Linked DNA regions of Mus musculus: all the other regions are linked to region 1. The links are chromatin contacts, called in public HiChIP or PLAC-seq and promoter capture Hi-C maps. All regions are on one chromosome and are shown on one strand. The core of a region is the stretch at or near the end of the contact, and the rest is flanking DNA. Distances in the headings are between cores, read along the strand shown.

Region 1 (6,284 bases), core at 956-3,455:
CGAGGCAACGGAACACTCACCTTCTGGGGCGCTTCTGCTTATTTTTCGTACGGCTTTTCCGGGTTGGCTTGGGCAGAATCCTCCTCTTTAAAGTGAATTATAATAAAAATAAACACAAAACAATGAGCTAATAATAAAGCCAACAAATCTCAACTACTTTAAGTACAAAAATACCCATGTCGCCACCTTCACAACAGCCCACCACTCAGCACAAATTGCCAGCAGCATTCCTCTTTCCCATCAGCCCTACTTCATTCACCCTGCACACTGCACCAAAGCCAATCCTGAACTCAAGCACTGTCCCATACCAGCCCCTCCAGCCTGCTACTCCCAGACCAGCAGACTTCCCACTCTCACCCCAACACCCTAGGCTGAGCTTTCCACCAACAGGGCTGACAGCATCCTCACCAACAGAACTTAAGCCCCAGGAATTGAAGAGGGGCAACTGAGCAGATGGATACCTGAGCAATGAAGACCACGTGCTTGCCACTGAACTTTTTCTCCAATTCACGAACTAGCCGGACTTGGATTTTCTGGAAAGATTTAAGCTGAGGAACTGGTACAAAAATTATGATAGCTTTCCGACCACCACCAACTTCGATTTCCTGGGAGGAAAAAATGTCTGTGTCATTTTTCAGTCCTTAACCTCCATCTTCCTCATTCAAATGGCACCACTCACAGCCAAATACCACCTGAATCAAGGACCCGCCCCCTTCTGAGGCAGAGTCCTTGTAGTCCTTGTAGTCCCAAGTGCTAAGATTAATATGCTCTGCCACAACCAGCAAACAACTCCCCCCTCAAACATTCTCCTGTGGTTTGGACATAGCCTAGGGGTTCGCAAGTTAAACCATGACGCTCATATTGAGGTTCTAAGGTGGAGCCTCCATCGCACAATCCCGGTGACTCTACAAGAGACACCAAAAGGCCAGCAGAGAGCTATGTCCATATGTCCATCATCCTAGCACTGGAGAGGTAGAGGCAGGAGGACGGAGTTCAAGGCTAGCCTCAACTACAATCCAAGTCGGGAGACCAGCCTAGGTTAGAAGAGATTCTGTCTGGTGAGTCTGATCAGACCATGACTCTGGCCATGTGCCACCTCAGGATCTCCCAACATGATTGAACCATCTAGAAAGGTCAACTTTAAATTCACCATGGCCTGGGTATCTCTGATGTAAGGCTCTTCTCCAAATTCAAAACTTTCCAACACTATGAAATTGACCAAAAAACTCAATAAAATTAACACTCTCCCTGGGTGGCTGAGCAGTGGTAGTTCAGGGCACAGGACCCAGGTTCAGTTCCCAGCACTCACAAGCATTTGTAATTCAAGTTTCAGGAACACGCAAGGTGCATGTACATTAACAGAAGCAAAATACTAACTTACAAAAACGAAACACCTGTCAAACGCCAAACTCAGAAACACCCACTGATCCTCAACCGAGTGGTACTGGGTCTAAACACTTCCAAAAAGTTAAGGTTAATGTCAGTGGGGAAAGAAAAAAAAAAAAAAAAAAGTCCAGCAATCAAGTGCAGAAGGCAGCACGGACTTAAGCGTGAGACTGGCCTGCACTGGAAGTCCCTGTCTGCTGCCCTCCCGTCTCTTGCCCCGGGAATAGAGGCTGTCAACCACCCGTGGGCAGCGAGCGAGCGCACTCCGGGGTCCCCGCTCACCTTGGCTGCGGTGATGTTGAGTTCCCGCAGCTGCGCCTTGAGATCGGAGTTCATCTCCAGCTCGAGCAGCGCCTGGGGAGACAGAGAACGTGGGCGCCATGCCGGGGGTCAGGGGACCCTGAGGTCAAGCGCGATCGCGGGGGGCACCCGGGCGACAAGCTCACCTGAGAGATGCCAGACTCGAACTCGTCCGGCTTCTCGCCATTGGGCTTCACGATCTTGGCGCTCGAGCTGAACATGGCTTCACCCTGAGGGGAGGAAGGTGCCACCGGTCACCTGGGGCGCGGGCCGCCAAAGCCGGGGCCATCTACGGGCGCAAGGCGGATAATCCGCTGCATCCCACCCCGGGGAGCAGGCTCTGCCGCCCCGGACGCCCCCCAAGAGTCTGTTCCCCCAAACTCTGCGAAAAACCGCGGCCACATTGCGGCCCGCGAACCTACCTGACGGATCGCCGGCTTAGAAAGAGGGACGGCTCTCGCGAGAACGGCTCATATCCGGGTGGCGGAAGAAAAGAGGTGGGGACAGCGGAAGTAGGTGGGTGGAAACCGGAAGCTCTTCTGAAAAGAGTTGGACCGCCTAGAGTGTACCGGAAAATAGTTCCCTACTGGGAACTAATGCGGGAGGATGAGCGTGCCGGTTTCGCTTGTTCCCGGTAGTCGTCAGCGTTCGGCTCCGTTGGTGAAAATTCTCCGCTCCCCTAGTTGGAGACCTGGGCAGAGTGGTGGCGGCCGGACGGCCCTAGGAAAAAGAAAGAAAGCAGCTTCCTTCCCCACGAAGATGGGACGTTTCAAATGTTTCATTAGTCCCCAGCTTTCTCCGCGTTTCCTGCTAACACAATGAAAGGGAATCAGCATGGTGGTGGCGCACGCCTGTAATCCCAGCACTCGGGAGGCAGAGGCAGGCGGATCTCTTGAGTTTGGGGCCAGCCTGGTCTACAAAGAGAGTTCTGGGACAGACAGGGCTACGTATACAAACCATGTATCAAAAAATGAGGTACGGGGTTGGGGCGGGAATCAGACTTGTGTTCAGCTCTTCCTATAGGGAATCAAATTAGTGAGGTAGTGTTAATTAATAGTCATTAATTCCTGGTTTTTACGTATATTGCTTGGTACAGCAGACGATTCTAGAACATGTCCAGGAACCCCTGTCTTCACAAGTATGAAGCTGCCCTGTTGAACATCTGCCGAGAATGCTAAATATGGTGGCTCATGCCTTTTCTCAGGATTCAGAGGCGGGGATCACTGTGAAGGCAGGCTTGGTCTGCGAGTGCCAGAGCTGCAATAGAGACCCTGTCTCAAAAAAAAAAAAAAAAAAAAAAAATCCATTTTCAGAGAGTACCAATAACGGAAGCTGACGGTGGGGTTAGCTGTAGAAGGCCAGGCTTCTGCCTGCCTGGGCTACCTGCAAAACAGGGACAGTTAAGCCCTAAAAGGTGGGGAGAGCAAGGAAGCCAGGTCAGTGAGAAACACTAAAACAGAATGAACCTTTAATCTCAACACTCGAGAGGGAGAGGCAGAGGCAGACAGATCTCTGAGTTTGAGGCCAGCCTGGTCTACAGGACAGCCAGGGCTACATAGAGAAACCTTGTCTGGAAAAACCAAAAGGGAGAAAAAAAAAAAAAAAAAGAATGAAGACAGCCCTGGGAGAGCACTCTCTATAGTGGAGCAATTTCCTTTAGTCAGGGCATTGTCAGAAAAAAAGAGACAGACAGACAGATTAGGAACAGTAAGTCAGAAAGATCTGAGGATGGGAAACAACAAACTCATCAAAGCAATGTTTACTGAAGAAATGCCCACCACTGCTGACTGTCACCCTAACTTCATGTGCCCTGTGAGGCTCTGCTCTAGACAGGCAATACAAGCACACCTGATTCACATGTAGTTGAATAGCCTGTTTTAGCCTAGAAGCTGGTTACTAAAACCAAGTGAATCCTTGTCATCACGGAAAACACAGTTTGGTAAAGACATTATGTAAATACATGATGAAATATACAGGACTGGAGGGATGGCTCAGTGGGTCAGAGAGCGATGACTGCTCTTCTGAAGGTCCTGAGTTCAAATCCCAGCAACCACATGGTGGCTCACAACCATCCGCAATGAGATCAGATGCCCTCTTCTGGTGTGTCTAAAAACAACTACAGTGTATTTACGTATATTAAATAAATAAATTTTTTTAAAAAATAAATATACAATATTTTGTTATGGCTTGCATAACAAAAAAATGTGCGAAAGTGTAAGGAGGACAGATGTACACTTTAGGGAGTTAGGAAAGCCTTTGAAAGGGATGATAGAGCTGGGCATGATGGCGCACACCTTTAGTCCCAGCACTTGGGAGGCAGAGGCAGGCAGATTTCAGAGTTCGAAGCCAGCCTGGTAGTGAGTTCCAGGACAGCCAGGGCTATACAGAGAAACCCTGTCTCGAAAAACCAAAAAATAAAATAAAATAAAATAAAATTTAAAAAAAGAAAGAAAGGGATGATAGTACTACCCTGGGACATGAAGGAGCAGTTAGGACCCAGTCACTTGGCACCAGGTACATTTCACCCTTACACCACATTCTGGAGCAGAGATAGATTATTTAGCCTTTTGGGTTTTACTGTCTGTCAAGGTGAGTGGAGAAATTATTACTCAACTACGAGCCAGATCCTTTGTTTTGTCTTTTGTCTTTTGTCTTTTTTTTTTTTTTCAAGACAGGGTTTCTCTGTGTAGCCCTGGCTGTCTTGGATCTTACTCTGTAGACCAGGCTGGCCTTGGACTCATATAGCTCAGCCTGCCTCTGCCTCCTGAGTGCTGGAATTAAAGGCGTGCGCCACCACCACCTGGTTGCAATCTTTCTAATTTTTAAAGGTTCAGGCAGAGGAGGGTAGCAGCATTCACCACTAGTCAGTCCAGAGGTCAGGAAGTAGAGACAGGTAGGTCCCTGTGACTTTGAAGCCAGCCTGGTGTGTATAGTGACATTCAGGACATTCAGGGGTCTTTGAAAAATGTGTCAAATTGAAGCTTCTTTGATGAGATGTATATAAATTATACATATAAATATATATTATTTAAAACAAATTTTAACTTTAAACTTATTTTGATTATATTCTTCCAACTCCTTCCAGACTCTATACACCTCCCTACCCACCCAACTTTAAGTTCTTTCTCAAAAAACAAAACCCTAATATATCAACAAAGTCCCCCAAAACAGGAAAACAGCCCCCGCCCCCAGACACACCAAAAATACCAGACTGTAATGAGATAAAAGCACACACAAACTGAGGAGTACATTATACGTCAACTACTCCTGAACATGAGGCCCACCCTGCAGTGATTAGGACACCCAGTGTCACTTCATTCGAGAAAACTAATTTTCCTCCCCAACAGTTATAAATGGCAGGAAGAAATGTGTATTTGAATCTATAGTCCTGTCTGACCAATCCTGTGACCATGGAAGAACTGTTCCCACTCCCTTAGTCCATATGCCTCTCTGCCTGACCTTTGTCTCTGCTCTTTTTTTTTTTTTTAGATTTATTATTATATGTAAGTACACTGTATCAGATGCACCACAAGAGGGAGTCAGATCTCATTACGGATGGTCATGAGCCACCATGTGGTTGCTGAGATTTTGAACTCAGGACCTTCAGAAGAGCTGTCAGTGTTCTTAACCCCTGAGCCACCTCTCCAGCCCCCTTGTCTCTGCTCTTATATACTCTGTTTAGTGGGAATTGTAACAGAGACTTCTGGGGGAAAACGATTGGTCTTTAAGGATGGTATTGTTGGTTGAAAGTTTCATAGATGGATATATATCTATAGATGGATGGGTGGATAGACAAATTGATGGATGTTCATTATCAGATTAAGGAAACTCTTTCCTGTTGCTGTATTTCCAGGAATTTTTGTTTTGTTTTGTTTTTTGTTTTTTGTTTTGTTTTGTTTTTTCGAGACAGGGTTTCTCTGTATAGCCCTGGCTGTCCTGGAACTCACTCTGTAGACCAGGCTGGCCTCGAACTCAGAAATCTGCCTGCCTCTGCCTCCCAAGTGCTGGGACTAAAGGCGTGGGCCACCACTGCCCGGCTGGAAATTTTTGATATGCATGAGTGTAGGATTATATCACATACTTTAACGATCAATTAGTATTATTGTGTAGGTTTTCTTTGTAGCTTGTTAATATGGTATACGGCACTGGTTAATTTACAAGCATTGAACCAGTTATCCATCTCTAGAAAAACGTAATTCAGTCATGAAGTAACACTGTTTTCATATTGGCTTATTATGCTCATGCTTGTAAAAAGATATTGGGCTGGGCTGGAGAGATGGCTCAGAGGTTAAGAACACTGGCTGCCCTTCCCAAGGTCCTGAGTTCAATTCCTAACAACTGCATGGTGGCTTACAGCCATCTAAAATGAGATCTGGTGTCCTCTTCTGGCTTGCAGGCATCCATGCAGGCAGAACTCTGTATACATGATAAATAAATTAAAAACAGCCGGGCGTGGTGGCGCACACCTTTAATCCCAGCACTCGGGAGGCAGAGGCAGGCAGATTTCTGAGTTCGAGGCCAGCCTGGTCTACAAAGTGAGCTCCAGGACAGCCAGGGCTATACAGAGAAACCCTGTCTCAAAAAAAAAAAAAAAAAAA
Region 2 (6,284 bases), core at 1,422-3,921, 910 kb after region 1:
TGTGCACCAACTCAGTGTGGTTCAAATGGACAGGATGGGGAAAGAAAGCATGTAGGGTTCTTTGCATAACTTGCGTTCTAAGGTTTTGTTTTCGTAGCAGTCAAGTGCTCCTCACAGAAAGTGATGTATCATAAGCATAGCTTCTATGCATACATGTTATGTCGGGGGAGGGCATACATGCTGAATGTATGTACATGCATGTGCAGTCTCTTCAGGCTCCAAGCTCATCGCTGTTGCCATTCCTCTCCCCTGTTCCTTGGGCCCTAACTCACCTCCAAGTTGAACTTCTTGAGCTTCATTCATTATTTGCAAATAGCAGCCTCTCACCCCACAACCCTCCCAGGCTAACTCAGCACTGAGGTCATGGCTTTTTCTGCAAAACCAGCGCTCTTTCCTGTCTTTTTCCACTTCTCCATCTACTTCTGGCTAGAGCCTCTCCGTATTCCCATGTATTAATGTCCCACTTTCTACCTATCTGTCCCACACCTATCACAGGTTAGACAGAGAGGGTATATAATAGATACATACACACACACACACACACACACACACACACACACACACACACACACACACACACACAGCCCTGAAAGCAGTGAGAATTCTCTGTAATATTAAACCTGCCATAGCCTCACATGAGGATGTGTGAGAGGGATCAGACCCACGTGGAAGCAGGCTGGAGAGTAGCAAGGAGGCACAGCAGACTTTCCAGGTGACTCTGACCCCTTTGCTTCCCATTAGACTTTTTCTTTGGATGGGTGCCTTTCCAAACCAGGCCTGCAGGCTCTCCTCCATTCTCCCCACCCCAAGATCAGATTGCTCCCTTCCCCCAGCAGCACAGTTATGTACCCAGCTCCTGCAGCCCTTGTAATTGACCATTAAAGAGCTAACGGGAGGGCCTGACTATGATAAGGAAACACATTTGGAATCTAACCTGCTTAGGCATGCCCATTAACAGCTGAGGCAGAGGCACACTCCTTCACGGGTAGCCCAAGGTATTGCAAAGCTGATCAGAACTGGGTGGAATATTCAGACCTTTCTGATAAAGTGTGGCTGCTTGCTAATCCTTCACTATGGGCATCTGTCCATCAAGCCTGGTGCAAGCAGGGGACAGCACAGGTTTAACAGGACAACAAGAGTATGTGCCAAGGAGGAAGCTTTTCTGACTCGTATTTGCTCCACTACCCTTTTCTCTGTCATATGCAGGTCTAAAAGCCAGCTGTGGTCAAAGAGATGAGACATGGAGACCTGGCCTTGTCTCCCATCTTACACAGTACCTGAGGGCTGGCTTATACAAGTGCAATTGAGCATGCCCACTCCCCTTCTTTCTTCCCAACCCTGGGGTCTTACTTCAGAGGATACCATCTGGTGATGTGCTTCCTAATAGAAAAGTGGGTCTAGAGCCCTCAGCTGAGACAACCATTGAAGACCAGTTTTACTGCACACCTCCCATCTTGTAAACCATTTTCCATACTAGATAAGGAGAACTGGGAGGATGTTTATCAGATGAGGTAGACCAGCGGCCTTATCCAGGACACAACTGCCTCTGTGTCTTGCTATACCAGCACAGAATTCGGAGGCTGGGTACAGATGTGCGGCCAGCTCGTGTGTGTATGTGTGTGTGTGTGTGTGTGTGTGTGTGTGTGTGTGTAGGGGGGCTACTGATCTAGGGGAGTTGTTATGGGAGAGCTGCAGTGTGACTGGTGTTACCTACTTAGATTGGGCATCAGCTTCCCTTTCTGATTCCCTGAATGATCTTGTTATGCAAATCCCAAATTCTTCATTTGTCCCAAGTCGTCTTGAAATTAGATCTCTGTCTGTGTTCAGATCCAGAGCCACAGGTGAAGCTGTGTGCTGCCAGAAGGGCAGAGAGACCAAATGCCAATCCCTAAGCAGAACCTAACAGGTGCCCTGAATGTGGACAGAGGGAGTAGGAAATGTCTGTGGGTTTCGATTCTGCTATAATGGTTTCTCTGGCTGGCTGTGTGTGAGGGGCATTTCTGCTACAACCCCTTCGATCTAAATGATTGTGGTGAAATCGTTGCTTAGATAAGATCCTCCTCGGGGGAAAGACTGTGAGTAAGGAGAAAACCAGCCAGCGCTGCCCTTTAGTCGAGGAGGTATGATAAAGGTAGGGGAGGGTTGCCGACAGGATGGTCCGGGTTTCTCAGAGGAGATTTTGCCAGGCAGGATAGTGATGGGGGTAACATGTGGTGGATGTTTGCCACAATCCCATAGCTATAAAGCCGGGGGAAGAACTCTGGCCAGGCCAAGTGAGATGATCAGCTTCATAAGAAGGATGCTCCTCTGGGGGTAATTTAGAGAATATTTCTGGGTGAGAAGGCAGTTTCTGTACAGGGACACCCGAGAGCCACCTGGAGGACAGGCGGAGTAGGTCATGGGGGGTCAGAAGCCACCTTACAACAGTCTCTGGTGATGAGCCTATGACTTCACTCTCCTGATAACGGGAAATTACGGAAAGCTTTTGTGTGGCTGAGTGACAAGGCCAGAGCTTTTCTCTGGGATAATTAATCTGGCAGCCAGTCAGTGGCTACTTCCTGCCAATTGCATCTCTAAAATAGCTCTCCCAACTGCTGCCTCCCCTCCACCCCTTCCACGCTTTCTCTGGGACTGTCACTTATTCACTCATGGTACCCCACTGCACAACCTGCCAATCATCTGTAGTCTGTGGTGTGGGAGACTCCGGGAAAGCTACAGTCGGCACCTCATGGTTGTATTTCTGTCCTCTGTGTCTGACGGAGAGCCTGACCACTCTGTTCATGGTCTGTGTAAGGACCACCTTTTCTGTTCCTTCTGCTCATAGTGGATCCCTAATTAGCCATATCCCATCACTCTTCAAAGGTTGTGTTTCCAGAAAGCCTCCCCTGTCCCTTCCCAGTGGCATCCATCCTCTTTCCCCTGAGTGTTCACAAGGAAGATTGCCTTGTATTTATAGATGTGTGTATGACAGTGCTACCTTCCCAGAGACCAGGACAGTTTACCAGTTCTGTGGGCGTGGGTATCACGGTGGATGGTGACTTGATCTGTGCTCCTGTGAGAGATGCAGGGGACCTCACCCCAGTGTAGATGCTGGGACTGAGGTGCTGCTGTTGGTAGGCACCTCATTGCCTCACATTGTTTTAGTTACTTTTACATTTTTGTGCTAACACACCATGACCAAGGAAACTTATAGGACAAAAGGTTTAATATGGAGGCTTGTAGTTCCAGAGGGCAAGTCTAGGACCATCATGCTGCAGCATGGCAGCAGGCTAGCAGGCATGGCTCTGGAGCTCAGATCTGCCCCACAAATACAAAGCAGAAAGAGCTAGCTGAGAATCATGTGGGTTTTTGAAACCTCAAATACCCTCCACCACCCTTCATTTCCCACCCCTACTCCACTACTTCCCTTGCCATGACACACCCCCTTCAACAAGGCCAGATCTCCTAAAATCCATCCAAATAGCCCTAACAACAGGAGACCAAGTATCCAAATACTTGAACCTAGGGAGCCACTCTCATTCAAATCACCACCAACATTCACAACCCCTGTGGTGATTCAGAGTGAATTTCCTTCTTCACTCCAATTTCTAGTGGTAGTCTCTGCTCCATTGTGCATCCTGCTATTTAGAAATTGGCGTGATGTCACTATGGGGAGAGCCATCATAAGTCCTTCCAGTATCCAGACCCCTGTCACTGCCTGCTTTGAGTTCCTTTAGATGTACTGTAAAGATGATGTTAACTTTTCATCGCTGTGACAAAATTCCTGAAGAATCAGAATAAACAAAGCAAGGTCTATTTTGTCACATGGCATCACAGGTAGCTTCCGTGGCTGGCTCCGTTGCGTTATGCTGTCTGGTGCCAGCTCATGGTTGAGGTTTCAGGTCAGTTCATGACTGGCTCCATTGCTTTTAGGTGTGTGGTAGAGCAGAAACACTCGGTGGAAGGTGATGGTGTAGCCAGCCTGCTCCCCTCCTGCCCGCCAGCTAGCAAAGTGACTGACAGGAAGGGACCAAACACAAGATACACCATTCAGAGATGTTCCCCCAGTGACCTGCTTTCTTTGAACAGGCCTCATTTCATGAAAGTGCATTCATTTATGGATCTATGGATTGACCTATTGATGAGGTCAACTTCCTCATCATTCAACCACCTGTGGGGATCACCAGCCGGGATAGGTCTTCTATACTTGAGCCTTGGGGCCATTTATACCTGAACCATAATAGCTTCGGACTTCCTGTATGTGATGTCCCACACAAGAAGTCCTGATTTCTGAAAAATCTTCTCTCTTTTATCTCCTGTGATAGAAGTGAGTCCTGCCTTATTCGAACCCTTTGATACTTCTTAGACAATAAATAGTTGTATGTCTCCCTATCCTACACCCCCCCCCAAAGGACCTTTGAGAAAACCATGATTAGTCTTTGGTTTTTTGGTCAGGAGTGATAGAATCAGAGAGGCAGCCCACTCTCTCTCCTTTGGGGCAGAGGCACAATTAATTTTAAGATCTATAGAAGGAGAAGACCATCTCTGTCTTCAGGACTTACTCTGTCCAATCAAACAGCAGGAGATGGAAAGCAAAGACAGATACAGAACTCAGATAACCCAGACTCAAGGTTAGGCAGAAAAAGATGCTGCTGGTCCTCCTGATCCAGCAGACTCAGAGTCACACAGAGAAAGAAAGACTTGGGGTCACACACAGAAAGAAGGAAAGAAGGAAAGAAAGAGAGAGAGAGAGAGAGAGAGACTGACTTGAGCCTTTTGCTACAGATTCAGTAACGTCACATCCAGGGGTCTGAAAAGAATACCCTTGACCTTGAAGTTCAATATGTGAGTCTACTGTCTAAAACCAGCCATCAGCTTGACATCTCAGGCTGGGATGTAGCTCAGTGCAGAGAGCTTGTGCAACAAAGCTAGGCTCTTGATTCCACCCCCGACCTTCGAATGGCATCTCTACTCACCTTTCCTACCACAGAGGGTCTGCGAGCACACACTGAGTGACACACTTACTTCTGAGACATAGAAAATATCTCCTATTTTGTGATTTATTTTTTAAACCAACAGCTGCTCCAATAATTGCTATAGTGGGGCTGAGCTGGATTAAAGTTTTTCTGGAAAATAGATCTTTAGATATCTATATCTGGAAAATAGATCCTTAGTATCTGTGTATTTAAGCCAACAGTTGCTTTGAAGGATTCATTTCAGCCGTCGAATGTGAAAGAAGTAAGCAGCTTAGTGGGACAGTGAAGTACACAGAGTGGGAACTTCTTCAGGTACTTGTCTCAGACGCTTCCTGGGAATCCAGTCCGCAGTGTGCTTCTCGCCTTGTCTGGCTCTGCTAACAGGAGATGAATTTAGGTGGACGTGCAGAGATTGCTGACAGAGATATGCAACCATCACGGTTAATTTCACCTAATTTCCAAGGCAGGTTCAAACTCAAAAAAAAAAAAAATCACAGAATAAACTGTAAGGCAGGCACGGGGTGAACATGCCTGCCTAACATGTGTGCATCTCTGGGTTTGCTCATCGGCAACTTATAAAATCAAGTGTGATAGCGCATGCCTGTAAACCCAGTACTCCAGAGCTAGAGTCAAGAGAGTCCAAAGTTCAAGGTTGTCATCAGCCAGAGACAGCCTAGATCACACTTGACCATGTTTCACAACAACCAAAAGCAAATGTTTATATACTTTTTTTCTTGACTAAATATAGCAAACACACTGTCGTTTTCATATTTCATAGAGTAGAGCAATTGTCAATTAGGCTTTTCATTTTTAATCCATTCCCAGCATGCTTCAGGGTACACTAACCACATCAACTCTGTTGTGTACGACATCCTCAGACACCAACCATTTCCTCCAAATGCCAGACCTGTGGCTTCACACAAAGGCAATCAGAGGTGTTCAGTGGTCCCCACCCACTGCTTGTTTCTGTAAATAAAGTTTTACGGGGACACTGCAATGCCAGGCATTTGTGTACTGTTGTGACTGTTCGGGTCACAGGATTAGTGTACTCAGGCTGTTTGGTCAGCAGTGATAGACTTAGAGAGGCCACCCACTGTCTGGAGCTTAGTTACTACAAGTGATCTAGGAAGAAATAAGGGCTGGGGGCAGGGAGGACTGTAATGCAGGTTACACTGAAATCAGGGGAAGAGGATGCTGAGTAGAAAGGATAATGAGACAACAGCGTGTGTGAGACAGGGGCACAGGGATGCCCTCCTGTCACAGCTCAGCTAGCCTTGCTCTTCTCCTCAGAGTGTGAGCAACCTTAGGGTTCCCTCCCTTCTAATCCCA
Region 3 (6,284 bases), core at 2,429-4,928, 760 kb after region 1:
ATGGGACCTAATGAAACTCCAAAGTTTCTGCAAGGCAAAAGACACCGTCAATAAGACAAAAAGACCACCAACAGATTGGGAAAGGATCTCTACCTATCCTAAATCAGATAGGGGACTAATATCCAACATATATAAAGAACTCAAGAAGGTGGACTTCAGAAAATCAAATAACCCCATTAAAAAATGGGGCTCAGAACTGAACAAAGAATTCTCACCTGAGGAATACCGAATGGCAGAGAAGCACCTGAAAAAATGTTCAACATCCTTAATCATCAGGGAAATGCAAATCAAAACAACCCTGAGATTCCACCTCACACCAGTCAGAATGGCTAAGATCAAAAATTCAGGTGACAGCAGATGCTGGCGTGGATGTGGAGAAAGAGGAACACTCCTCCATTGTTGGTGGGATTGCAGGCTTGTACAACCACTCTGGAAATCAGTCTGGCGGTTCCTCAGAAAATTGGACATAGTACTACCGGAGGATCCAGCAATACCTCTCCTGGGCATATATCCAGAAGATGCCCCAACTGGTAAGAAGGACACATGCTCCACTATGTTCATAGCAGCCTTATTTATAATAGCCAGAAGCTCGAAAGAACCCAGATGCCCCTCAACAGAGGAATGGATACAGAAAATGTGGTACATCTACACAATGGAGTACTACTCAGCTATTAAAAAGAATGAATTTATGAAATTCCTAGCCAAATGGATGGACCTGGAGGGCATCATCCTGAGTGAGGTAACACATTCACAAAGAAACTCACACAATATGTACTCACTGATAAGTGGATATTAGCCCCAAACCTAGAATACCCAAGATATAAGATATAATTTGCTAAACACATGAAACTCAAGAAGAATGAAGACTGAAGTGTGGACACTATGCCCCTCCTTAGATTTGGGAACAAAACACCCATGGAAGGAGTTACAGAGACAAAGCTTGGAGCTGAGATGAAAGGATGGACCATGTAGAGACTGCCATATCCAGGGATCCACCCCATAATCAGCATCCAAACGCTGACACCATTGCATACACTAGCAAGATTTTATTGAAAGGACCCAGATGTAGCTGTCTCTTGTGAGACTATGCTGGGGCCTAGCAAACACAGAAGTGGATGCTCACAGTCAGCTAATGGATGGATCATAGGGCTCCCAATGGAGGAGCTAGAGAAAGTAGCCAAGGAGCTAAAGGGATCTGCAACCCTATAGGTGGAACAACATTATGAACTAACCAGTACCCCGGAGCTCTTGACTCTAGCTGCATATATATCAAAAGATGGCCTAGTCGGCCATCACTGGAAAGAGAGGCCCATTGGACTTGCAAGCTTTATATGCCTCAGTACAGGGGAACACCAGGGCCAAAAAGGGGGAGTGGGTGGGCAGGGGAGTGGGGGTGGGTGGATATGGGGGACTTTTGGTATAGCATTGGAAATGTAAATGAGCTAAATACCTAATAAAAAATGGAAAAAAAAGAAACAATATGTGTATGTATGTGTGTAGACACAGCACATGTTTGTGCAGAAATACATGTAAAAGCATAATATGTACACATAATAACGTAGAGACGGTTGTACACAGACATGTGTGTGAATTGTAATAGTAAATTTTTTGGCTGGTCACCTTTATTCAACTGGGGAGTGCTTCAATGAGTTCAGTGCTCCTCTAGGTCCCTGGGAGATTTCCATGGAAGGTTAACTAAATAGGGAAGACCTTGAATAGAGATAGCACATCTCACAAGGGGAGAGGGCAGATGGAATAAAGGGGAAGAAAGGGTCTGGTGAGGTGACTTGGTAAATGAAGGCCCTGGACTCTCATGTCTGGTGATTTGAGTTCAATCTCTAGAAACCATACAAAGGTAGATGGAAGAACTGACCCCACACAGTTGCCTTCTGCTCTCCACATGAGTGCCATGGAGTATGTGTGCATGTGCACACATATGCACACACACCACACACAAACTCAGAGAGAGAGAGAGAGAGAGAGAGAGAGAGAGAGAGAGAGAGAGAGAGAGAGAGAGAGAGAGAGAGAGAGAGAGAGAGAGAGAGAGAGGGAGAGAGGCAAAGTTTAAGAAGAGAGGGCAAGGCTTTTTAAAATACTGTATCTGTACTTTTGTAAGGGGTAAGAAAAAATAAATTTTGACCATAGCAGCTAAGAATAAAAGTCAAGTGTTCCCAGAGACACCTTGGCAGATGGAGATGGAGTTGTTTGCTGTTCTTTCACAGGGGCATTGGCAACTTGGCAAATTGGACCTTCTAGTCCCTAGTGTCCCTTGCCAGAGCACTCTTGACTTACAAGCAAAAGAGCAAACACTCCAAATCAGAGTCATCCACTTTGACCCACACTGCCTTGGAGCACTGTGGACTGGCTAGGAATTGCGGTGTGTATGTTGCATGTTTATGATTTTTTTGTTTTTAGAGAGATGCAGATACTTTTCATCATATTTTAAGAAACTGTGTTCAAAGGTAGTGATAAACATCACTGTACTCAGGTCAATATAGTCTTTGATGGGAAAATGTGTGTGGGTTTCTACATTGATAGCTTTGATAATCAAGTTGATTCCTAACTGCAGGATAAACATGCTAACGGTCAAGCCATCAGGAAAGGTGACCTTCTATGTGCAGGGTGTGAATCCCAACCAAGGCCTCCCAGCACACACCTGGACCGCAGGGTCTTCACTGTGGAGAAACCTAAGGCTTGCCTATTCCAGCCCCTGTTCTGTGCTTGGAGCATCATTGTAGCAACATGGACCTTGATGCTCCTCTATTCCATGGCTCCTCCTTGCCAGGCCTGAGAGCTTTGAGTGACACAGCAACCTTGACTGAGGTATATGCTATCATGCTATGAGGTATATGCTGTCATGCTATATTCTTCCTTTATGGCATGGAATAAGCAAATATCTCTTAAATAAGAAAAGAGTTTTGACCAAAAGAAGTATTTGCCAAAAGACACTATTACATGGAGGGGCAAAGGGTTCATCAGTCCCCACCCACAACTGAGTTATGGGCATTGATGGCTTCTAGATGATAGTTTTCTTTAAGGGTATAGCCTTTGATACCACAGTGCTACAGTGGATGGTCCCACACAGTATATGGACAGTAAAATTGGACTTAACAGATTATTAAAACAAAACAAAACAACTACACAAAGCATAGTAATTATAAAGGGAGGATGAGTTGGAAAGGAGTTAGTGGAGAAATAGGGGTGAATATGACCAAATAACTTATGTGAAATTCTCAAAAAATTATTAAAATATTCTTTAAAAAGATAGAGATAGCTTGAGGACAAACCTGGGGGAGAAGACAGAGATGCTTGTGACTAGAGAAGAATATGTAAAGAGCTTCAACAACAAGAGAAATTTTGAAATAGGCAAGCAATTTAAGCAGATAGCTCACAAAACATGTTAAAATTGCCAGTGCATAGTTTACAAAGTGCTCAACTTCCTTTATGCTCAGGAATGTGAAGTTAAAATTTCAATGTGATACTACCACGAACAACGTTAGAAGAGCTAAAAGAAAACCACAAACTTCCAGGGTCAAGGAGATGTAATGTGGAATGGCCAAATTTCTCCTTTATTTCTGGTGGAATAAAGCTCTGGGAAGCAGATGGGGAGGCAGCTAGATTACACAGCGCTGTAGCATCGTTCCTAATGACTCAGATCTGGAAACTTACCAGAAGCCCAGTAGTGCTAGGAAGACTCCAGGCATAGAGATGGAGTCACATGTGGTGCTGTGAGGGCTGGGGATGACTCCATCAGAGCCTCTTGCTGCAATCTGATAGATCTTCTGAGCAACGCTTGGCATGAGAGACTCCATCCTACCTGACCCTATTATGTAAGTTCTAGAAATGCAATAGCAATCTGTGGCAATGTGAGTCAGAAGAATTACCCTGGAAGTAGGTAGGGCTAAAGCCAAGGGGACTCAGGTGGTTAGACTGTTGGTGAACAGATCACAAAACCCCATTGTACTGAATCTTATATTCCTATGCTTTTACACTTTTACTCATGGATGCTGTACATTTAGTTAGGGTTTTACGACTGTGAACAGACACCATGACCAAGGGAACTCTTATAAGAACAACATTTAATTAGGGCTGGCCTAGAGGTTCAGAGGTTCAGTCCATTATCATCAAGATGGGAACAAGGCAACATCCAGGCAAGCATGGTTCAGGAGCTGAGAGTTCTACATCTTCATCTGAAGGCTGTTAGCAGAATACTAACTCCCAAGCAGCTAGGATGAGGCTCTTAAAGCCTACACCCACAGTGACACACCTACTCCAACAAGATCACACCTATTCCAACAGGACCATGCCTTGTAAAAGTACCACTCCCTGGGCCCAGTATATACAAACCACCATACTATATTTTAATGAGACACCGCCACTCACATTTCTTCATCGAGAGCCATGTACCTTAGTGGATTTTATTCATGATGTTCCAAATCTTTATTTTCTCCATCTGATTTTTGTGGTTTGCTGGAGATCAGAATTTTTAAGTGTGCAGGTTGACCTTGCTCATATTCATACATCCAGCTCAGACATATTAATCTGATTCCTAGAGAGTCATCAATATAAGCTTCACACATTTACACAAACTTTTTGACACTCTGTCTTCAAGGTCTCAGTAGAACTTGGCACATCTGATTCTCTAATAAGAGGTGTTTCCACAAGAGATATTTTATCAATGTTATTTTTCTGAGCATGTGTGGAGGTGTGGTTATTGGAGTCCTTGTAGGCTTGTTGTATGAACACACCTATGAAAGAAGGTCACTTGTGCCATTTTGCGGGGAGGTGGAATAAAAGAAGGGTGATTTCTAACTCTGTGCACTCTCCATGCCCATAGACAAAATTTCATTTTTCTATGTTGTGTCTTAGGGTTATTATTGCTGTAATGAAACACCATGACCAAAGCAATGGGTTTGGGGAGGAATGGGTTTATCCAGTTTATTTTCCCCATCACAGTTCATCATCAAAGGAAATCAGGACAGAGTTCAAGCAGGGGAGGAACCCAGAGGCAGGAGCTGATACAGAGGCCATGGAAGGGTACTGCTTACTGGCTTGCTCCCACTGGCTTGCTCAGTCTGCTTTCTTATAAAGCCCGGGGTCACCTGCCCAAGGGTGACACTGTGGGCTGAGCCCTCCCCCATCAATCACTAATTAAGAAAGTGCCCTACAGCTAGATCTTGTGGAGGCATTTTCTTTATTGAGGCTCCCTCCTCTTAGATGACTATACATTGTGTCAAGTTGACATAAAACTAGCCAGCACACAGGGCCAAAGAGCACACATGCTATGTCTGTTTGTATCTGTCTTTGGCCTCACAAGTAGGGGCTTTCCTTGACTGAGAGCTCTGCTGATTGACAGCTATTCCCTCAGTGAGGACTACTGGGATAGGACACAGATTGCATCCTGCCTGCAGAGTCTGGCCCTGTGTAGACATCCCTGTCCCCAGGCAGTGGAGACTTCTTTACGGTCACAATTATGGTGGGTGCCTGGCCACATGTTCCTGACTCTTTCCACAACCATCTTCTCAATCTCTTTTCTCTTTTCCCTCTTTTAAAACAGAAACTCTCAGATTTTTAAAGGAAACTCAAATTCTTCTCATGACACTTTTAAAGAGCTCCATGGTCTTGGTTCATAATGACCTTGTTATCTATGAATATTTAATTCTAATCATGCATCAGAAGAATGAGGGCGAGCCTGTAGACCTTGTCTTTATTTCCTTCCTTCTTACAATACGATTTGATTGTGACACTATGTACCCACATCCTCTAAAAGCTTTTGTGTCTTAATGCTGTATACCTATGACCCCACATGCACACACAAGAGTGCTCCTGTGTGTGTGCATACACATACACATGCCCATGTACACACGTACAAGCACACTCACAAGTACAGAACTGACCATGTACACACACATACACACTCTTGCATAAGCACACACACACAAGCACATACATGCCCATGTATACACACATATACACATACATGCACATGCACAAGCACACACACAGATATACACACAGATACACACACACACATACACATACACACATTTACTGGGCTTCCTTTACAAGTCATTTTACAAATGCCTCTATCATGTGACCTTTGCTGGTACTTGCACTTGGCAGGGTGCAAGGTCTGCCTTGCTGTTCTGTTCTCTGCACATGGGCTGTTCCTGATGTAGCACACAGGCCTTAGTAAAGAGGTGCAGCCTTGAGGCACAGCCCCAGATAGCCTTCCATGCTGGGAATTTGCAGGGCTCTAGTGCCAGCACTGTGATTATGTGAAC
Region 4 (6,284 bases), core at 2,725-5,224, 710 kb after region 1:
ACATTTCCTAGGTTCCCGGTCTGTGCAGTTATACCTAGAGCACTGCTTTAGCCTAATAGCCTCCTCCTGTAGGAGCATTCCGCAGGATTGTCTTAAATGTCTGCAAAAGCTCACACATTTACATACTTAGTCCCCAGCTGGTGGCACTGTTTGGGAAGGTTTTAGAACCTACAGGGTGTGGTGTGGTACCTTGATGGAGGATGTGGAACCCTGGGGTCTTGTCTTGAGGGTTTAGGGCCAGCTGGTCTCTCCCTGTTTCCTAAGTATTAATGCAGTATAACCAGCCAGCCTCCTGTTGTAGCTGCCATCCCTGCCCTGCCACGTCTTCCTGATGATGACATATTATATTTCTCTAGAACTGTAAAGCAACGCAAACCATCTCTCATTATGTCATTTCTGTCGAGTGTTGAGTGACAAAACCTTTTTTGTGAAGACATAACACATACATCTACTCACCCCAGGTAGAGAACCCACAACAGACCAGAGTATGGGTATCATCAAAGTCCAACTTTGTGAACCACTTAGTTTTATTGGGGTTACTCACGGAAAAGTAGGCAACAGTTACTTATAGGAGCAGAAATAACTCAAAGGCAACCATATCCCCAAGGCTCACCCCAGCATCAATAACCACTCATAAAAGTTGGTAAGCTGGAGCACACTGAACTGCCAGCACCAGCTGAACAGGTTGGAGAGTGTCCTTTCCATGTGCCTCAGTTGATCTAAACCTCTTCCAGACAGTTGGTCAGGTCTCAGTCTTCTTTGCAACTTGGTTTATCTAAAGGTCTTTTTCAGTTCAGCTTTTCTGGAACTCATTTACAGCTCTGTTCCTATAGCATACTCTGGCAGGAAAGGGCCTAGTAAATTTGGTCTGTTTCAGGGACTTCCTGAAGCTATTATGAGTTGTTTATCTTTCTGCTTAAGGAGCTCCCATACAGGATAGAATGTTTCGATCTTGGAGGTATTCTCTAGTACAAGAAGGAGAAGGTGGCTAAGGTACACAGTCTCTCTGACTGAGGGTAGTGATGACACAGGGCCAGTAGGCTGCCCACCCAAGAAGCACATTCCTAAAGACAGCAGCCATTTTACACTGGGACCAAGTAGGCAGGACTCAGCCCCAACAACATCTAGGGTTCTTCACAAAATAAAGGAGCCCTGCTGTCACTGCCCTGGCTCAGGCTTTAGACTCCAGCCTGCATTCCCAGATCAGTGAACCCACCTCTATTCTGCCAGTGACAGTCACCATCCCCAAGACTTCCGGTACTGCTCTGTCCTGTGAGGAAGTTGGGTTCTGACAGAAAATGCGTGCTCGTGATGCTATGACAGATGGAAAATGCCACTGTCTTATTCAACTTTCCACTACTGTGGTAAAATGCCTGAGTAGATTAAAGGAGGAAAGATTTTCTTCCCACCCATGGTTTCATAGAGTATAGTTCAGGGTTCTTTGGCCCCATTACTGTGGGTTTGTGCAGAGGTATCAGGGTAGGGAGGATGGGCAGAGCACAGCTGCTCACACACACACACACACACACACACACACACACACACACACACACACACACAGAGAGAGAGAGAGAGAGAGAGAGAGAGAGAGAGAGAGAGAGAGAGAGAGAGAGAGAAGAAATTTAAGTCTCCAACAACCTAATTTCTCCCTACCAGGCCTTCCTTTCTAAAGGTTCTAACATCCCCTAATAGTGCCAGTAGCTTTGGAGTAAGTATTTACACATGGTAAGGCAGAGATACTTCAGATGCAAAGTGCATAGCATTTTTCCTCCTCCTCCTCTTACTTTTCTCTCTCTTTCTCCCTCTCCACTCCCTCCCCCTTTCTCTTGCTCCCCCCTCACTCACTCACTCTCCTTTGTTCTCTCTCTCTCCCTTGCTTTCCCAGTTTTAACATGTGTAGACTCACCTGGAGTCTGGTTACACAGACAGACTTCTGGTCCCCGCCCACATAAGTGCTGGGATCTAAGGGGTGCTGGGTTTGTAAATAAACACAGTGGGCTATTTGGAGAATCCTAAGAAGCAGTGAAGGTGAGGCTGATTCTGAATGGGCTCAGTGCTGCTGCCATGCTGTCCTGCCCTCCCCGAGGGAGGCTCGGTAGGCTCAGGAGGACAAGGTCAAGGCCAGGCGTCGCCAGCACTGAGCAGAGCTGTGCTTCCAGGCTGAGTGACCTTGAACAGTGACTTAAACATCTTCACCGTCATTTCATCCATAAGACCTTCACAACTTTCCTCTCTTAGGACTATGCAGATGGACAGACCCGTGCCAGACACACAGCTCCTTCATTGTGCTTTTAAAAGACAAATACCCAGATGGGGACATGACTTGGAAGATAAAGTTCTTGCCTTGCAAGAATAAGGACCTGAATTTCAACCTCAAAACCCATATAAAAAAAAGCCAGGCATGATGGTATGTGCTTGCAAGCCCAGCTCCGGGCCAATAAGCTACTCAGCAAAACAAAACATAACAAAACCAAAATAAAACAAAACACCCACAAACAAAACAAAACAAATACACACACCAAACAAGAAGTATGAGGAAGAGGAGGAGGAGGAACAGGAGCAACAAGGAGAGTGTCTAGAGAGAAGGCTCAGCCAGTTAAAGAGCATTTGCTATTCTTCCAGAATATGGAGTTCTGTTCCCAGCATTCAAACTGGGTGATTCACAACTATTTCCAGCTCCAAGGGATCCAGTGCTCACTCCTGCCTTCTACAGGTACCCACACTGTGTGGCAGACACTTTTACAGAGATCCCTTACATACATGGGTAAAAATAAGCTTTTAAAGCAGTAAGCATTCTGAGAACCAAACCTAAGGTTATATTCTGACCTAATATGAATGCATATGTGCCCACACATAAAAATGTAGCCACACAGAGACCACACACACACACACACACACACACACACACACACACACACACACACACCCCACAGTGGGATTTTTGAAGGATTAACAGCCTATCCACCATGACAGGAGCAGACTGAAGGAAGGGTGGTTATATGCCAATATGCCCTGGTGGGGTGAGAGGGGAGCAGGGCAGAGAGTACAGGAAACAGGGCAGAGCCTTGCACTGAGCCTCCATCTTTTTTTCTGACCAAGGCACAAGTTAGCCAATGGACAAAGAGCTCAGCTCGCTTCTCCAGGAAGCAGAGAGGCTTCTGCAGATGCCCAGGAGGTGGAGCAGGCTTCAGATGAAAGGAAGAGGCAGGAAGGGCAGAGAGAGCTTTCAAGGCTCTGATGGGCTTGTTTAACTGGGGCCTGGAAGGAAAAGGCTAGGACTCCTTGTGCTCTCCTCCAGCCCCAGGAGGACACTGGTATCGAAGGTGGCGGAGAGGGAGGATGGGGAGGACAGGAAGCCAGTGTGGGGTGAGAATCAGGTCCCTGCCATGGGTGCTGTCACTAGCTGACCAGAAGAGGAGGTTCACCTTAAATTTGGCAAGGGATAGAGCCTTCACCATGCCTTCCCCCTATACCCTCACCTCACTGCCCCACCACAGCTGCCTGGCAGGGTGCACTTCCAATGCCTCTGCACTAAAAACAGAGAGGTCATATTTCTGTGATATATAGTGTGGGGATTGCAGGTCCTTGATCTGGGGGCTGTACTGGGGAGAGGGATGGATGTTGGAACTGATGCCAAGGATAACTCCAGCATGAGAAATTGGGAGAAAGAACCATGTGTGTCTCATCCTTGGAACAAGCTTTATACTCGAGATGGAGGCGGGCCAACCGGAGTTACATTTAAAAATGCACAAGGATATTTCCATGTGGGAGAAGCAAAGAATGTTCAGCTCCTGGCCCTGAACACCCTTCTCAGCCTGAGGACCCTCGATGTTTTCTGCACTGCTCACTTAATGGGGGTGATGGCATTTCAAGGCCAATGCTGCACATAAAACCTGCCAGGCGCTGCTGTCAAGCAGGATGCAGATGCAAGGAGAATTCCCATTCAGAACACAGCTGTGTATGGATCAGCGGCCAGGGTGGCTCGCTTCCCATGGCGTCGGGCTGTTTACAGCACCGACAGTGCGGGCTCTCGGCTTTGTATCTTTTGAACAATTACAAGAAGGAAATATGGAGAAGGGCTGTCACTTGGAAAAGTAAATGCTAAGTAGATGCTGGGAGATGCTGCCTCTGTGTTTCCCTGTGGGCTAAAATCATCCATTAATTTTCAGAACTACCAGCAACTCTGAGTGTTTCCCCTAGGGACACACACAAACTGTGATTTGTGGGAGGCAAGTCCCATTCATCCCTGGGGTGATGCTGGTCTCTGTGAGTCACTGTGCCTCATTTAGAGGGTTTTTTTTTTCTTAATGTCTGTGCATAATGTGATATGTGTGCAAGTGTGTTGTGGGTGTGTGTATACATATGAAAGCCAGTGGTTTGTCTCAGGTGTATTTTTTTTTAATGGCACTCCATATTATATGTTAACACAAGATCTCTCACTTGAACTCAGAGGCTACTGCTTAGGATAATGTAGCTAGCCTCGTAGAGCATTCAGCATTTATGTAGGCCCTGGGGAGCTACACTATACTTCTCAGGCACAGCCAGCACGTTACCCACTGAACCATCTTCTCAGGCACCCAGTTAGTATTCAATTGTCAATACTTCTTTTGGAGATACTTTTTCTTTTAAGCCTGGACCATTCTTATCAAGCTTATTTCAAATTTTATAATAGCCTGTGAATTTACTTTGCTGATGTGAACACATTTATTATACACAACACATGGCCATTCAATGGCCACTCTCAATAACAAATTCCACCTTGGTTCCGCTTTCTTATAATAGGTAAATAATTGTTCAGTATGAGACCCTCTTACTGCGTGAGCAGTTTTTCAAGCCTTATGGTGATTGTCTTTTGTAATCACCCTTCTGAGCACCTACTAAGTGTTGCCATGGCGCTGGGTGATGGATCATTTAGAAGGTATACCTACTAAGCGCTGATGTGTGGTAGCTGATTCAGTGGATGTCAGTTATGCCTCCTAGCTCGGCTCACTGCAGGGCCCTAGAGAACTGAGTGGAGGTGATACTTGGGAACTGGGGGTACATTAGAGTTACTGTGTCCTCGGAGGAGCAAGTGTGATGTCATTGCTGGGAATCTGGGGCTTCAAATATGCACTCCTGGCTGCCAAGGGAACATACCAGGCCAGGAATTTATATGGCAGCCCTGGTGGATACTTTTCAGGGAAGCTAAGTTTCCTGCTGGGTGCTGCAACCCCTGAACTTTGAGCCCTTATTACAGACATGGAGTCCATCACAGTGCTGAATCTATAGCTGCAGCTCATAGGTCGCACCCTTTGACCCCGGCTGCCTGGTCCATGAGGATAAGAAGGTACCAGGTGAGCAGCTCACACACTCACATTGGTACTGGTTGTTCCGATGATTTGTCCCTGAGACAGACTCCCTTTCCTGTTGGGGGGCATCATTTGGAAATCCCTTTACATTATGAGATTCCCAGGACACAGGAAAGCCACTTGTCTCCTCCAGGAGGGTTCCTTCCATTCAGGGAAAGGTAAGGACTTGATAGGGACACAATTCTTTCCCATGATGCAAGATCTGAGGAAACAGAGCTTACTGCCATCTTCTGGCATTGTTTCATCACTGACTACTCACCCCAGGCCTTGGTCCTGATGGTGTGAGTACCACATACAGTTCCTTGCTTTCAGGTGACCATTTAGAGTTATGTACCTCCAGCATCTACAGGGATGGAGACGCTTTGACATAATTCTCAGGTCCCTTCCAGGCAGTAGAAGACATACCCTGGGTCAGTAAGGCACAAGGTTACTATCAGAGATGGAATATGTGGTTGTAGGTAGTGCCAGAGCTTCTGGGGTGTATACTGGCTCCGGACTGCCCCATCTGTTCTAGGATGCCTTCCTCCCTGTTAAACTCTGACTGTGTGTGTGCATGCACCTAGTTATTGGCACAACAGAGATTCATTCTGGGTTTTTAGAGACCTCCAACATAAAGTCCACAGTACCTGGACTATGTAGCTTCTACAAATCCTTCAACATGCTCCAAATTCCTTGAGAGATGGGACCTCAAGTCACAGCCTTTCATCTTTGTGCACATACCATCTTCCAGCTTCCATGTTAATGAAGGTTAAATATAAATTCTGTACATTTTAATAAAGTTTAAATATAAATGTTGCCATAGCTTTTCCTTGCCAATTTTATTGAAACAGCATTCAATAATGCTGCTGAGATAGAGCATGATATTTAAAATATTATCTAAAATGAATGAACAGAACACTCTAGGAAACACAGGTGCAGCAGACTTTAGGGCTCTGT
Region 5 (6,284 bases), core at 2,549-5,048, 610 kb after region 1:
ACTGTAAGGAATGGCAACAAGCACTGTGCTATGGTGTCTAGGTCTCCAAGTGAGAAAGCAGGACATCAAACCCCAAAGGAAATGGGGGAGGCACCTGTGACCAATCAGAACTGGCATCCTCACAAGACCAGTACTGTTCAAGATGTAGGCAGGTAGCTACACATAGACCAGGATCTACATACCAGATATGCTCAGAGAGACCTCTATACAGGGAGGAACAGGTCTGATTTTCCCTGTGCTACATACCTGCTGCCACCAGTGATCACCACCACCATCATGGCTTCCAGGAACCCACTCATTACCAAATCCTCACAGTGCCCCCTGGCTCAGGCTCTCATAAGGTCACTGCTGTGATGTGGAACAGTCTGCTTGTCATCTGGATGCTGAGCCATGCACAGGATACATCCAACCTTGTTCAGGCTGTGGGCAGAGTCTATTTTCTATTGGTGGCTCCTCAAGTTCGTCTTCCACTCGTTGCCACATAGGCTTTCCCAGCAGAACCTTCCCACTTCATCCATGAAGCCAAGCAGAGGAAGTGGGAAGGGGAGTGTGAGAAGGGGAGTGAGAAGAGGAACAGTGTAGAGGGGGAGAGGGAGGGGAAAGGGAAGAGGAACAGGAGAGAGGGAAGAGGAAGGTGAACAGGAAAGGGGGAAAGGGACAGGGGAGAGAGAGGGGCGGGGAGAGAGGAGGGGAATGGAAGAGGAGCGGGGAGAGGGAGGGAGGAGGGAAAAGACAGAAAGGGAGAGAGATTGTTTTTTTAATTAATTAACTAATATATTCAGGCAGCTGAGAGCAAGCGCAGGTGTGACACATGTCACATGCCAGTCTCACCTCTGGAATATTCTATTTGTTAGAAGGAAAGGGAATTCCATGAGGGTATAAGGATCTGGAGGCAAGCTTGTTAAAAGACCCATCTGATAAAGGCTTGGACCCTACGAGGTTGATATTAGGAGGTAGCAGAACCTTTCAGAGATGGGGCCTAGAAAAAGAAAGGTCACAGGGTGTGTGGCCTGGATCTGGGATAATGAGGAGGAGCTGTGAGCTTTGTATGTGGAAGCTGTGCTCATCTCTCAAGGCCTCTTGCAGGTATGCACAGATCTGTTGAGTGTGGTGGTTTGAATAGGTTTGGCCCCATAGATTCTTGTGTTTGAATGCTTAACCCATAGGGAGTGCCACTATTAGGAGGTGTGGCTTTATTGGAGTAGGCATGGCCTTGTTAGAGGAAGTATGTCACTGTGGGGGCGGGCTCTGAGGTCTCATACACGATCAAGCTACACCAAATGTGACACACCGTCTCCTGCTGCCTGTGGATCAAGGTGTAGAACTCTTGGCTCCTCCAGCACCATGTCTGCCTGCATGCTGCCATGATGCTGACCATGGTGATGATGGACTGAACCTCTGAAATTCTGAACCAGCCCCGATTAAATGTTTGCCTTTATAACAGTTGTCTTGGTCGTGATGTCTCTTCACAGCAATGAAACCCTAACCAAGACAGAGCTTGGTACCAGGAGCGGGTTTTCAAACTGCAGGTGTACGTTTAGAATCTGTGCTAATGAAGTCTGCAGACTCTGGGGTGAGATCAAAGCCACCACAGTGCTGTAAAGCATCTTCTCCTTCACGGCCCTGGCGCTGCTCGTGGCTCACTCCCAGATCCTGTCTTCTTCAAGATGAGGTGCTGCCTGACCCCTGAATATCCCACACACTTCTCAGGGGAGTCCTCCATGTGGACATACTCTGTGACCACATCTCACACTGAGCAAGGTGTTGAGGAGAAGGGTAGTCTTGATCTACTAACCCTCTGGGCAACTCATGTCTTTCACAGCTCTCTTTGCCCAGAGGACCATCCCTTTTCTTCTAACCTTTTGTTTCCCTGCCGATAAGTCCTTCACTTTGCCTCCTTCTTCTGATGTTTCTCCATTCCCAGGTCCTGCTAAGCCTTTTGATGCCTCCTTTGAATACAACAGACACGTATACACCCCGGTCTTCACCTTGCTCTTAGCCTCCTCTGCACTTGACACAGGTGACATCGGATGTCCTCTACTCCTGACATCACCTCTCAAGCTCTTCTGCTCTCTCCATCCTTTACAGCTTTGCACCCTCCCCTCTGGGGGCAGCTATGGCAGTGTGACAATCTCCATGAATCTGCTGTGGCTTTTATACATCTTTTCACACAATTAGGCGATTGCGTTGCCCATGAGTATGCTAATGCATATCTTCATGTGCACATGTGTCCTTATTTGCAGCTCTGATAGCCCTGTCATAGAAAATTTGTAATTGCCCCTGAGCTGCCCTCCCCTACCCACAGGTCCCCTTGCCTCCTAAAGCGTCTCCCTGGATACCAGCAGGAAATGCTGTTCTCCCCTGGATCTCCGTGACCTTTTGAACAGGCTGCACTGCATCACTTGTCACATCGACCTTGCATCCTAGTGTTGCTATCTGTGTGAGCTTCCAAAGGTGGTACAGTGCAGGGCTATTCATCTGTGGGCCCCCAAGAGCCTCATAATGAGGCTCTCTGCCCTCATCAGCCCTGGAGTCAGTGCCCTGTCTAACCCTCAGCTTCTGAGTGTATTCTGTACAAATACAACACCCACTGCCAGGGTCTGCTGCAGCAGTGAACTATCACATGCAGATTCACTGGTACTGAGTCTGCTGCTACCCAAATCTCAGATGCAGGAAAGCAGGGATGGATGAAGACATTCCTTGGGATAGAAGGAACCCCACAGGTAAGCAAAACAAGAAACCCAAAAGGGAGCAGGCCAATCAGACAATCAATTGAACTTTCTTTTACCATCTGACTTAAGCCACTGTAAAATGTCCTGAAAGTAAGAGTGTATACGCACACTCGTTAGAAGCCCCTCCCCCCAAAGCCTTGCTGTAGACGCCTTCATCTTTTCTACTGCCCTGGAGATGATTTAGGGTCAAGGCTTTTAATGATAGATCTTAGAGATTGGTAAAGCCTTAAAATTGGAATAATTAGAAATTATCCAAATTCTTAGGGTGAGAGAAATATTTTTATCCCGACGGATTTAGATTCGGATCTGGACTTGCAAATTAAAATGGTCCTGGGTGAAATGACTCACACTTTAAAATCTTCTGAGGACAGTCACCTTCCATGCACTTGGTGACAAGATAGATTTTAAAATGTCCACACAAACCTTTCACAGAGCCCAGGTGCTTCTCCCCGTGGGAGCACATCGATGGATCTATTGATAAGGCTGTCTGCAATCAATGCCAAGAGCTGTCACCTCTACATTTTCCTTGTGCTCATCCCTAGAGGCCTAGGCCGGTCTTGTTTCTGTTCCCTACCCTCTCTTTTCACAGTTCCACCTCCGAGAGAAGTAACTGGATGGAGATTGCTTCCAGAGAAGCTCACTGCCCCTGATTTAAGTCAGGGCTCCCCTGGCTTCCATTCTTCCAGGCTGCTGATGAGGGTGTGAGAATTCAGAGATGCAAGCCGTATTTTACATCCCCGAGTTTATTACCAAGGTAGCAGCCTGTTGATGTGCACATCTCCGTGGATCTCCAGAAATGAATTTCCTGACATTTCGCTCTTTTTTTTAAAAAAAGTATATGTGTTGCTTGTCAAAAGCAGGGTTATTTATATGTCCCCAAATTCATAGGTTCTTGCAGCTAATCTTCACGAATATTACTTGATGGGACATTATAGGCGAGATTTACTTGATATTTGTCCTTTTTGTAAGCCTGCACATTTATTTAGAATAGCATCCTGAGGAACAGCCTGCAGACCCAGCCATCCTCTGCCTGGGCCTCTGCCAAGCATTGATTGCTCAAAAGATAATGGCCTCCCCAGCAGCAGTATGGGGAGGGGGAGGAGAGACGCTCTGGTAAGTTAAAAATGAACAAGGAGGACCTGGCTCTCTGCCGAGAAGACCAGAGAAATAGACAAACCAGATGCAGAATGGAAGACGCTTTTTTTTTTTTTTTTAAGTTTGTCTTTGCAACATAGGAAGAAATCCACCATGCCTGTCTGTCCATCTTCATGGCAGGGCAGGCCTGGGCAAGTGTGCCAGGGTGAGTTGAAGTAGGAAATCTCCTTCCTATTTGACCAAGAAAGAATAGGGCTATGGTGGCCCCAAAGTCCTTGGCCATAAGCAACGTTGGAGTTTAGTGATTTCCTCCATCTCTCATGAGAGCGCTGAGATAGGTGTCTGCTTCTCACACTTTGGACATGGACCAGGTGACCTGAATCCAGTGGGCAGTGTGTTGGATATTGAGTTCAAAGGAGGCTACTAACTCCCTAGAGTCCCTCCACTGCCTGATATCCAATCCTTTCTACAAGGAAATCGGGGAATCTCAGCATTTGAGATTTTTGTAAGTCATGATACCACATATTCATTCTCCCAACATATTTCTGACCCACACCCAAAGATGGTACTAGGTACTGGCAGTGCAAAAAAAGATGAATCAAACATGGGAAGGAGAGGCAAGTAAGTATGGGTGTTTTCTGAGGAAGGTGTAAGAGGGGACGTGGGCATGAAGCTCTCCCAGGCAGGGATAATGGGGATTTTTAGGAGCAGCTTTGGCCAAATGAAGAGGTGGCTCAGTGAAGATTCCCCCACAGGGGTACTGTGGTTCCAGGGAAGGGCCATGTAGTTCGTAGGATTTCTACCTTCCCTCACCCAACCTGCCATATTCACCACTGGATTTGGGTATTGAAAGAACCTTTATTTCCTCTAGTTGTCTCAAGCTTACCAAGAGAGTACTGTAGGACACTGCCTATTATGGAAATTAAATTAGGTTTTCTAGCCATCTGCCTCACCTGACTGCTCCCGCTCAGTTAGACACCCCTCCCCTCAGAGCCCCAGTCCTCTGTACCCTGGTCTGGGTATCTAGGGCTCCACATTCATAGTCCAAGGCCCTGACAAAGGACTGGGGCAAGTAGAGACCCCCTCGCGCTTCTGCTTTGTACCACAAGAGGGCGCAGCAACGGGCGCCATTTTAGAGACAGAGCGCCTTCAGTAGAAGAGATTTTTGTGGGCTCATTAATCCAGAATCCACAGCAAGAATGCACATGTTTCTGTGTTTACAAACAGCTATGGTGTCTTGTTGTAGCCGCCAATGTAGATCCAGGCAACGGCAATCTTCTGTCCGGCCTATTATTGTGAAGTAGAGTTTCCATAAAAGCTCAGCACATCTGGAGCTGGGATGGCTTTCACCTAGGTTTTCCAGTTTCTTCCCATGGTGTTTAATCTGTAGTCATTGACTGGACTAGGACTCCAGTCTGCTGATGCCTCGTAGTCTTCCTGCTACTCTCTCTCTGGCTTAGAGGTCATGGAATCGTCTCATCTCTGCTGCCTCTCAGTTCACTATTTTTCCCCTAATTTCTAGTTCTTCCAACTTCTTTTTTTCCCTTCTTTCTGAGAGTCAGGGTCTCAATACTATATAGCCACAGCTGGCTTGATACTCACTATATAGAGCAGGTTGTCTCAAACTCACAAACATCTGCCTGCATTTGCCTCCCTAGTACTGGGATTAAAAGTTTGCACCAATTCACCTGGCCTTGAATCTTGACCTTGCAACTTTGGTGGGGCACAAGGCTACACCTTGGTTATTTTTCCTTCCCTTTGTTTTCAATGTTTCTCCGTGGGAGGGTTCCGTGCCTCACATCTCTAGTTCACAAACATTTCTCGACTCTACCTGTTCCAGCTTTTCAAATGATATCCTTATCCAGATGTCTGGCAGATAGGGTCCACTTGACATCCACTGTCCAATGTCTCGACTTTCTTGCTGGATCTTCTCCATCAGCCTTCCTCATCTCAGCCTTGTCCTCATTATTCTCAGGTAAAAGACCACAGCAGTAGCAGAGCCAGCAGCATGCATCTGTAGTCTCAGAACACAGGGGTGGATACAGGGAAATCTCAAATTTGAGGTCATCCTGGGTTACATAGACAAGATAGACTGGGCTTTATAGTATTTTTTTGTTGTTGTTGTTTTGGTTAGGGTTTGTATTGTTGTGATAAAATACCATAACCAAAAGAATTTGGGAGGAAAGAGTTTATTTGGGTTACACTCCCACAACACAATCCATTATCTAAGGAAGTCTGAGCAGGAACTCAAAGTAAGACCCTGTAGTCAGGAGCTAAGGAAGAGCTATCGGGGGATGCTGCTTACTAACTTGCTCCCCATGGCTTACTTAATGCTTTATTATAGACCCCGGGACCACCAGCTCAGGGGTGGCACCACACACAATCGACTATTCCCCCATCAATTACAAATTAGAAATAATGTCCCACAGGTTTCCCTACAGGCCAATCTGATGGAAG

Evidence for each region. Promoter capture Hi-C pulls out the DNA fragments that hold promoters and counts their contacts. HiChIP or PLAC-seq counts read pairs in DNA pulled down with a chosen protein or histone mark.
Region 2: a contact with region 1 is called in an H3K4me3 HiChIP or PLAC-seq map of forebrain, with 4 times the contacts expected there. The contact joins the enhancer-like site here to the promoter of Rps7 in region 1. A contact is called at or near these places in 6 of 39 promoter capture datasets (embryonic stem cells, hippocampal neurons, liver and 1 more), 8 of 115 datasets of contacts at active chromatin or transcription factors (VIP interneurons, embryonic basal ganglia, embryonic forebrain and 5 more) and 1 of 9 other capture datasets (embryonic stem cells).
Region 3: a contact with region 1 is called in a promoter capture Hi-C map of hippocampal neurons, with 2.9 times the contacts expected there. The contact joins the enhancer-like site here to the promoter of Rps7 in region 1. A contact is called at or near these places in 4 of 39 promoter capture datasets (cranial neural crest, hippocampal neurons, liver and 1 more) and 2 of 115 datasets of contacts at active chromatin or transcription factors (bone marrow-derived macrophages and stem cell-derived neural progenitor cells).
Region 4: a promoter capture Hi-C map of hippocampal neurons shows a contact between it and region 1, with 2.4 times the contacts expected there. The contact joins the enhancer-like site here to the promoter of Rps7 in region 1. A contact is called at or near these places in 2 of 39 promoter capture datasets (hippocampal neurons and liver) and 3 of 115 datasets of contacts at active chromatin or transcription factors (differentiating embryonic stem cells, embryonic hindbrain and stem cell-derived neural progenitor cells).
Region 5: a promoter capture Hi-C map of hippocampal neurons shows a contact between it and region 1, with 2.7 times the contacts expected there. The contact joins the enhancer-like site here to the promoter of Rps7 in region 1. A contact is called at or near these places in 3 of 39 promoter capture datasets (embryonic stem cells, hippocampal neurons and neural stem cells) and 3 of 115 datasets of contacts at active chromatin or transcription factors (embryonic midbrain, embryonic stem cells and stem cell-derived neural progenitor cells).

The regions. Positions count from the first base shown.
Region 1 is chr12:28,633,748-28,640,031 of GRCm38.p6, forward strand. Rps7 (ribosomal protein S7) reads right to left here and starts at 2,206. Exons shown (of 7, transcript NM_011300.3): 1 at 2,109-2,206; 2 at 1,833-1,916; 3 at 1,669-1,740; 4 at 462-605; 5 at 21-85. The coding sequence starts at 1,907.
Region 2 is chr12:29,545,445-29,551,728 of GRCm38.p6, forward strand. All of the region lies in intron 1 of Myt1l (myelin transcription factor 1-like), which reads left to right. Among named protein-coding and RNA genes, the nearest start is that of Gm20208, 17 kb to the left of the region's middle. Within about 2 kb of position 2,672, at least 37 of the 459 cell types and tissues checked have an H3K27ac peak or open chromatin away from gene starts, as enhancers often do. A contact at or near this core is called in VIP interneurons, forebrain and hippocampal neurons, where this site is marked.
Region 3 is chr12:29,388,298-29,394,581 of GRCm38.p6, forward strand. No RefSeq gene overlaps it. Among named protein-coding and RNA genes, the nearest start is that of Gm31650, 48 kb to the right of the region's middle. Within about 2 kb of position 3,679, at least 12 of the 459 cell types and tissues checked have an H3K27ac peak or open chromatin away from gene starts, as enhancers often do. A contact at or near this core is called in hippocampal neurons, where this site is marked.
Region 4 is chr12:29,339,632-29,345,915 of GRCm38.p6, forward strand. No RefSeq gene overlaps it. Among named protein-coding and RNA genes, the nearest start is that of Gm31650, 97 kb to the right of the region's middle. Within about 2 kb of position 3,975, at least 25 of the 459 cell types and tissues checked have an H3K27ac peak or open chromatin away from gene starts, as enhancers often do. A contact at or near this core is called in hippocampal neurons, where this site is marked.
Region 5 is chr12:29,243,728-29,250,011 of GRCm38.p6, forward strand. The region is part of intron 1 of Gm31569 (a long non-coding RNA gene); the gene reads left to right. Among named protein-coding and RNA genes, the nearest start is that of Gm31569, 41 kb to the left of the region's middle. Within about 2 kb of position 3,799, at least 18 of the 459 cell types and tissues checked have an H3K27ac peak or open chromatin away from gene starts, as enhancers often do. A contact at or near this core is called in hippocampal neurons, where this site is marked.